2 separate regions of the Mus musculus genome follow, and region 2 is linked to region 1. The links are chromatin contacts, called in public HiChIP or PLAC-seq maps. All regions are on one chromosome and are shown on one strand. The core of a region is the stretch at or near the end of the contact, and the rest is flanking DNA. Distances in the headings are between cores, read along the strand shown.

Region 1 (4,292 bases), core at 469-2,968:
GATGTGTTGAATCTGAATGTAATGTTCTGGTTGAGCTTCAGACTTATATTACAACGAATTATCAGAGGATACAAATCACAAAAAGACAAGATACACTGAAATTCACCAGTTACAGCAGAAAGGAATTTACAGGGACTAATTAAATGTTTACATTAGGGATAACAAGCCCTGCCTTTGGATCAGCCTAATGCCAGGCAAGAATTTCACACTTTAAGGTTAAAAGCATCAGGGGGTTGTTAACTCTTGACAGGCCTTAAGAGTAATGTGCTATCACAGAGCTCTAAATTCTTAGGTCTAATAAAACTTATCTTGTCTGGAGAGTTTCCCCTTATCAGGGTAGTATATCAACTTATACTTGACATGGAAGTAGCCTGTAGTAAAAGATTTCTATCTCAGTGAGACTTTTAGTCTCTATCTGTAAACAGCTGAGTAAAATGGCAAGTGCTTAATTGTTTACTAAATGGGTTAAGCTCCTTGCTGCTATCTGGAATCTAAGAACACTGGGAAAAGGCTTTAGCTATGTTAGAATACAATCTTAAAAGGCATTTACTATAAGGTGATGCTTAATAGAGTGCACGTGAATCTATACACTAGATTAATGTGGTGGAAATTTGAATATAATGGGTTAGGGTAAGAGATGCCATAACTCTGGGAGGAAAATTTCCCTGGACTCTTATCCTCGTAAAACAGCTTCCAGGCTTTTCGCCTGACAAACCGATCCAAACTGGAGAGTTGGCTTTCGCCAGAATATCCAGGAGGAGAGTCCTAGAAATTCATTTCTCATGAGCAGCTTTTTGGCATTTCTGCCTCACAAGCTGACTCCACCAGAGTCCGTGACATACATCTAAATTTTTTAATTTTTAAAAGTTTTGATCTTAAGTTTTGTGCCCAGCATGATGGCACACACTTTTAATCCAAGCACTCAGGTGGCAGAGGCAGGCAGATCTCTGAGTTCAAGGATAGCTTGATCTACATAGTAAGTTCCAGAATAGCTAGGGCTACCAGAGAAGTCCTGTCTTGGAAAACTAAAAATTAAAACATGAATAAGATTTTGATCTTAAGTTTTAATACCAAGGTTTTATTCTAGCAACAAACAACTTATCTAGTAAAAATCATGTTTATTCTGTTAGTTCCAAGTTAGTTAAAACTGGTTGCTACAGTAGTTAGTTGTGTGGTTTCATTCTCTGAAATTCACCATTTGATGACTCCTTGAACACACTGTCACCCATACTTGGGTGTCTTGTTTATCTCTGTAACCCTTTCAAGAAGCCCACACCCACGCACTTGGATATATATGTCTTCTCTTTTTTAACTGCTGCTCTCTTAACCCTTATGCCTATATTAAGCATCTGTGTTAAACCCCAACTCTGTCTCCCTTTTTGCATGTGATCTTGTTTTGTTTTTGAGATAGGGATTCACGACCTAACCCAGATTGACCTCATTCTCAGCTGTCCTCCTGAGACTTAGGGTTACAGGCACAGCCGCCACACCCATGTTAAAACTTTACATTTAAATGAAAGTATAGGATGACCCATGGAGTCTGCCCTAGGGTTTTACTGCTATGAAGAGACACCTTGACCCCAGCAGCTTTTATAAAGGAAGACATTTAATTGGGCTAGCTAACAGTTTCAGTGGTTTAGTCCATTGTCAACATGGCAGGAAGCATGGCAGCATGCAGGCAGACATGGTGCTGCAGAAGAAGCTGAGGTCTACATCCTGATTCACAGTCAGCAAGAGACTGCCACACTAGGCCCAGCTTGAGCATAGAAAACTTCAAACCCCGCCTCCACAGTGACACACTTCCTCCAACAAGGCCACACCTCCGTAATAGTGCCATTCCCTATGGGCCAAGCATTCAAACACATGAGTCTATAGGGGCCATCCCTATTGAAACCACCTCAGGATCCATATAGTTATAACTGTTTTGTGTGAGTGTATGAGAGAGAACGACAGAAACCGAAAAGAGGGGGGATTGAGGATGTTATTACTTTGAAGCCCTGGCTGACCTGGTACTTGTGTGTGTGTGTGTGTGTGTGTGTGTGTGTGTGTGTACTCACCCTAGGATGGCTTCTTTTACCTCCTAGGTACTGGGATTGCAGGACGCACTGTCATGTTCTGCATTATGCACACACACATACACATTTTAGACAAAGTTTCCCTTTATAGCCTATACCTATATAGCCTTATTTGTTTCCACATTCTTTTGCCTCGGTATTCCCAGTGATGGAGTTACAAACACCACGTCTGGCAGGTGTAGGTGGATCTCTAAGTTCATAGCCAGTCTAGACTAGATAGCAAGTTCAAGGCCAGCCAGTAAGACTCCCTCAGTCATGCCTTCTCTGAACCAAGACTCTAGTCCTCACATGCTAGGCAGATGCTCTCCCGTTGAGCTGTATCTCCCCAACCCTCTCTTTACTTTTTATACTGAGACAGGGCTTCACGGGGTTGCCTTGAATTCTCTGTAGTCCAAGCAGGCCTTTTGAAATCTTTTTTATTTTATTATTTTTTTTAACCAGGCAGTGGTGGTACATGCCTTTAATCCCAGGATTTAGGAAGCTGAGGTAGGCAGATCTCTGAGTTCCAGGACAGTCAGGACTAGAAAGAGAAACTCTGTCTCAAAAAACAAACAAAGAAAAGAAAGGAAGAAAAATCATTTTTCTGAGATACATAGTGAATTCCAGGTCTGCCTAGTCTGCTACATAGTAAAACCATGGCTCAAAAAAGTAACTAGACAGGGCCTAGCAAACACAGAAGTGGATGCTCACAGTCAGCTATTGGATGGATCACAGGGCCCCCAATGGAGGAGCTAGAGAAAGTACCCAAGGAGCTAAAGGGATCTGCAACCCTATAGGTGGAACAACATTATGAACTAACCAGTACCCCGGAGCTCTTGACTCTAGCTGTATATGTATCAAAAGATGGCTTAGTCGGCCATCACTGGAAAGAGAGGCCCATTGGACTTGCAAACTTTATATGCCCCAGTACAGGGGAATGCCAGGGCCAAAAAGTGGGAGTGGGTGGGTAGGGGAGTTGGGGGGAGGGTATGGGGGACTTTTGGGAAAGCATTGGAAATGTAAATGAGGAAAATACCTAAGAAAAAAGAAAAAAAAAAGTAACTAAAAGTGCCTGCTCCACAAGTGGTACTGGGAGTGTCTTTCCAGCCGGGGAGGTGAGGGAAGGGGGTGGCGCAGGCCTTTAATCCCAGCACTTGGGAGGCAGAGGCAGGCGGATTTCTGAGTTCCAGGCTAGCCTGGTCTACAGAGTGAGTTCCAGGACAGCCAGGGCTATACAGAGAAACCCTGTCTCAAAAAGCAAACAAACAAAAAATCCTCTTTCCATTTGATCTTTATATCAAAAATGTGTTTCTCTGTGTGTTTGTTTGTTTCTCTCTGTAGGATAATGAATTAGAAAAAATTACACGGAGGTTCACTATGGAGCTGGCCAAGAAGGGTTTTATTGGTATGTATTGCCCTATGTATTTCTGTATAGAGTGAAACACCTACTAAGTAATGATCTTGAAGAAACTCCTGCTTTTATAAACCTTAGGTATAGTTGTCCTTTTCCTTCTAGAAACCAGGTTTTATTATAGATCTCATAGACACAGCTTAGCTTGTTTTTAACAAGTTCAGGTTCTCGCTGCAGTGTGGAACAAGGACACTAAGGAGAGATCTTTCCTGCCTTGTTCACACCCTTTTCTGAAGCATGGAAAGGGATGTGACTACTAAATACTGGATTTATAACAGTATTTTTAAGATGTGAGAAATCTGATGTCATTTAGAAGCTAGTGGTTTTAATGTGTATTAGCTGTTCCTTTACCTCACTGGAGGTGGCGGTGAGGCTGATGTCATCAACTCGCTACTCCATTCTCCTTCAATCTCTGAGGAGTGCTCGGGTCAGTTAGAGGAGCTTTTGTGAGCGTGCTCCATTTCTAAGGATACTTCACCTGCTTGATATTCTTATTGCCTAGTATCTGTGTTAATAAGTTCTTTGTGAGATAGGAATATTTCTTGTGATGTGTACTTGTTTACTCTTCAGTTTCTAAGTAGTTTTGTCTTAATAGTTCTTGGTCTACAGGCTCTGGTTAACTTAAATAAGTAAGGTTACTCAGTAGAATGTTAAAGGGAGACTGGCTGGGATGGGGTTGGGCACAGCATCCTCTTAACTCTGCTTTCCTATGCCTGAGAGTTCCCTCCGTGTTCCCTCCACAAGTGACAAGCTCCTATGCAATTAAGCTGCATATTGAAACTTGTTCTGTTGTTAGGAAGTAAGGTATAAAATAAATGAATGAATAC
Region 2 (4,292 bases), core at 1,003-3,502, 89 kb before region 1:
CGGTCAAACCCAGAAAGTTCCCGGAGAGCAAAGTGGTTCTCAGAAACTCTTTCATCCCTGTGCTTTGCTTCTGACTCAGGGGCTCTTTTTAAAAAGGTCTGTGCTTCATCCAGCTTTCCCCCTTGTTGTTAATGTGAACATCTATCTGCCTCTAGCGGAAAAAGAAGTCCTTTCCCAGAAAAAGAAGGCCCAGCTTGGTGGAGGGTGGGGAGGTGGCAGAATGGCAGCAACTTGGTAGGTAGAGCCAGGAGAACCAGGATTCAAGGACAGCCAGTCAAAGACAGTGGGTGAGCTGCTGTCTTCACTTGACTCTGTGCATAGCAAATGACCACGGGTTCTCAGTGGATGCAGCATCAACATTTTTATCCTCTGCATCTGTGGGTTGGCCGAGCAGGAGTTACCCCAGGTGAGGTAACTTGTTCTCACGCCGTGGGTCTGGATGGGCTGGGGGATCCTTACCAGAGCAGTGCCATGACTGTTCACACTGACCACCAGCTACCCAGGGACAGCGCCTGTCGAGATGGAGGCAGAAGCATAGGAGAGCATGTTTTTTGTCTTCTGCTTGTATGGTGCCCCTAGATATCCCTGGGCCAAAGCAAGCCATATGGCCAAGCTGAAAATCCAGGGTCAGAGAAGTAGACGTGCCTTTTTGGCAAAGCTACACAACAGTGGGCACAGCTCCAGGGAGGGGTGAAGAATTTGAGGGGCGATGTGAGGCAGCCCCAGGGGCCTGTGCTCTCCTGAAGGAGCATCTCTGGGGGAGAGCACTTCCTGAAGCTGCCTACTGGCCTTGGTGTCATGGCTGCCAATTTGGCATCCCATAATGATGTGTTGTAATTTGTGCAGTCATTTGTCAATTATGCTTTTCTTACTTTTCTGTGTGGAATGTCTGCCCAAATTACTTCAAGAGCCATGAGCAGCCTGTGCTCATCACTGTCAGAGGATAATTAGCAGAGGAAGGGAGATTATTTTTCACTTTCTTGCTACTTTCTGGTCTCCCTTGAGCACTTCACAATTGGAATTTACCCAGAATTCTGTTCATAAGAGTTGGAAAAACTGGGTTGGCAAAATGGCTCAGCGGGTAAGAGCCCTGACTGCTCTTCCGAACGTCCTGAGTTCAATTCCTGGCAACTATATGGTGGCTCACAACCACCCATAATGAGATCTGACACCCTCTTCTGGTGTGTCTGAAGACAGCTACAGTGTACTTAATTATAATAATAAATTAATTTTAAAAAGAGTTGGAGGAATAAATTTTCAAAACTGACTTCCTTTTCCAGACAAAGGCAATCCCCTGCTGTAAGGGATTTGAATGGTGTTGCTGCAACAAACACTGTAGCAAACCAAGGTCGGTCATGGAGTGGTGGGGAGACCTCACTAAAGGGAGGTCCTGGAAGTTCTGCAGCTCGAGGTTCCTGCCCCTCAGGAGATCTTCCTCCTTGCCACATTCAGGCTCCGGCTGGGGTGACCAAGCACCTGAGAAAGGGGTGTGGTGGGGGGAGGTGGGGGAGGGGAAGGATGGACAGAAGCACAAGACGGAGCAATAGGACCCAGGCAGTGAGTTAGCTATAGCTGAATGCTGGAAGTGTGGACAGTCTACCTGTGGAACCAGACACTACTAGAGGAATTCTACTTAATTTACTTACTGCTCATGGTGATCAAAGCAGTCACAATACTGAGAAAAGAGGAAAGGGAAGGGGAGAGGAGAGGAGGGGAGGGGAGGGAAGGGGAGGGGAGGGAAGGGGAGGGGAGGGAAGGGGAGGGGAGGGAAGGGGAGGGGAGGGGAGGGGAGGGAAAGAAGTCATGGCACTTGTTCTAAGTTTTTAATCCAAGGAGCAGGGAGAAGCTAGCAACCTGATAAGAGAGTCTGAAGAGTTAATTAGAAAAATATAATGAAATAATTCACTGATTAGATTCCATAAGCTCAGCTCCTTCAACATAATTGACAAATCTCTTAATTGAGTTTAGCATGCAATTTTAAAACCAGACTGTAATACTTGACCATTATACTCCACTAATACTTTCTATGGAAGGAATGGTTTGCCTGAATCACTGTTTGCTTTAAGGAATTGTGCTTCACTGCGGAAAGGAGGAAGGAACAATCTCTTGGGAATTGAATAAGGTTTTGTACATCAGCGGGATAAGGCAGCACCCGAGCCCAGGAGAGATCCCTCCCATTAGCAGAGCAGGAAGGAGGACACGCTGCCTCCCAGTCCCCCGCAGCAAGAGAGCAGCTCTGGAGCTGGAATCAGACTCCAGGGGTCCGAGATGCTGTCGGTATTCCCTCTCATCAGAGCGCAGAACTGTGGTACTTTGCAGTCAGGGTGCGTGGAAAATAAAATCTTCCCTTCTTCCTCCTTAAACTTCTCCATCCCTCCCATGTTTCTGTGTAAATTAACCATTTGTCAGTAATGAGGAGGAGTGAAATCAGGCAAATAACCACCTTGGCTCTCTCGGTTTGAGCTTGCATTAGTTTGCTGACTGACAATCTTTCAGGCAGGAGTGAGCGAGCAAAGGTGGTCTGCCAAGGGACCCAGCCTAGCGCACTGTGTCCAGGGCAGGAGGGAGTAGACACGTGACTCAGAGGTGTGGCTTCCAGCTCAACCTAGGATAGCAGCCCGGCCTTCTGTGGTATGTCTCCACTGCCCTCTAGTGTTTAGCATCATGGTGGCCACGCTATGGCCACTCACTAGAATGGCTGTTACCTCAGAGCAAGTGGGGAAGGTTAGATCTAGAGCCAGCAGGCCACAAAAGCCAATATCCGGGGTGGCCCTTCCCAAGCACCACCTCTTCCTCTCTGATTGCTACACCTGATCAAGCACTATATAATCTATAGGCGCATACCATCTAAATATCTGTGATGTACAATGTACAGCATTACACATTAGCTAAGGAATGAGAAAAGGTGTATGCTAGTTTGTTTGCCCTCTTCATACTGTCCTTTGAGCATGACTCTTCTTGTGTGTCAGGGCTACACACCCTCCTGTGAATGGCATGGTGCTGTCTGTTATCCATTTACTGCTTGTGGACTCTGTAGTTTGGAGCTGTTACCTGGTGTGTAAGGATTCCTCTTTCCCTACATTCTCACCAATATTTGCAGTTTGTCTCCTTTGGTTGGGATGGAGGACTTTGAGTATAGTTTTTATTTGCCTGTCCCTGAGGGCTAGAGATGTTGGATATTTTCTTCATAGACTTAGAAACTACTTGGATGTCCTGGAACTCTAGACCAGGCTGGCCTCGAACTCACAGAGATCCTCCTGCCTCTGCCTTCTGAGTACTGAGATTAAAGGCAAGGGCCACCCCCACCCCCAGCTCACTTGTACTCCTTTTGAGAACTGCTTGTCATTTGTTGATTTTGTTTGTTGTTCTCTGTTCTAGATAGTAAAACACAGCTGACGGTTTCTCTCCTGACCTGTATGCTGTCTCTTTTCTCTGTGCTTCGCAGAAGTTTTAAAGTTATCTGCAGTTCCATTTGCCAGTTCTTGATCTTATTTCCTGAGCTACTGGAGTCCTTTCCATGAGGCTCTGCCTTCTACAGCCACACCAGTCCGAAGGTGCCAGGAAGTCCTTGCTTGTGTCTCTATCTTAGAAGTATTTTCCTTGTGTTTTCTGGTAGTAGTGTCAAAGTTTCAGATCTTAGAAGTATTGATCCATTTTGAATGCCTTCTGTAGTGGATGAGAGAATTCTCACGTGGTTTTCCCAGGACCACTTGTTGACACGAATGCCACACACACTGGTGTATGGCCTGGCACTGCTCCATCATACCTGCCAGGGGTGAGTTCTGCACCCTCTATTTCATTCCCTTCATCCACACGTCTGTCTGTTATTGTCATTGTGGCTCTGTGAAAGTGTCTGAAATCAGACGCTGTGCTCTCTGTCCTCAGGGGAGGCTCTGCTCAAGGGTGCTTTTGTTCCACAGGAATTTGAGGATTGTTTTTTCTATTTCTGAGAAGAAACTCACTGGGATTGTGCTAAGAACTACATTGAATATTGTAGCTTGCTTTCAGGGCTACAGCCATTTTCATGATACTAATTCAGTCAATTAACTTAAATATCATGGCAGGAGTCCCAGTACTCTAAATAGAAGCATTTGTGCCCCTCCCTTTGGCTATACTGAGACAATCGGTGCCAAGGAATTGGAATCTCTCCTGAAGTCTCCTGCTAAAGATGAAAAGGTGGTACCCTAGTCTAAGAGGAAGCTTGTCTCCCAGAAGGAAACTCCACACAGTGCTGACAACTTACAGGACAGACCAGGGGCCAAGAGCCCCACAGTAAAGTGTCAGTGGCAGGC

What was found. HiChIP or PLAC-seq counts read pairs in DNA pulled down with a chosen protein or histone mark.
Region 2: a contact with region 1 is called in an H3K27ac HiChIP or PLAC-seq map of embryonic stem cells, with 7 read pairs. The contact joins two enhancer-like sites. A contact is called at or near these places in 3 of 39 promoter capture datasets (3T3-L1-derived adipocytes, liver and macrophages), 2 of 484 Hi-C or Micro-C datasets (both in liver), 4 of 115 datasets of contacts at active chromatin or transcription factors (the SCID.adh cell line, embryonic stem cells and epiblast stem cells) and 3 of 9 other capture datasets (adipose tissue, liver and pancreatic islet).

What each region holds. Positions count from the first base shown.
Region 1 is chr14:34,322,118-34,326,409 of GRCm38.p6, forward strand. It overlaps Glud1 (glutamate dehydrogenase 1), which reads left to right. Exons shown (of 13, transcript NM_008133.4): 4 at 3,396-3,459. Among named protein-coding and RNA genes, the nearest start is that of Glud1, 14 kb to the left of the region's middle. Within about 2 kb of position 1,719, at least 6 of the 459 cell types and tissues checked have an H3K27ac peak or open chromatin away from gene starts, as enhancers often do. A contact at or near this core is called in embryonic stem cells, where this site is marked.
Region 2 is chr14:34,232,584-34,236,875 of GRCm38.p6, forward strand. No RefSeq gene overlaps it. Among named protein-coding and RNA genes, the nearest start is that of Syt15, 15 kb to the left of the region's middle. Within about 2 kb of position 2,253, at least 45 of the 459 cell types and tissues checked have an H3K27ac peak or open chromatin away from gene starts, as enhancers often do. A contact at or near this core is called in embryonic stem cells, where this site is marked.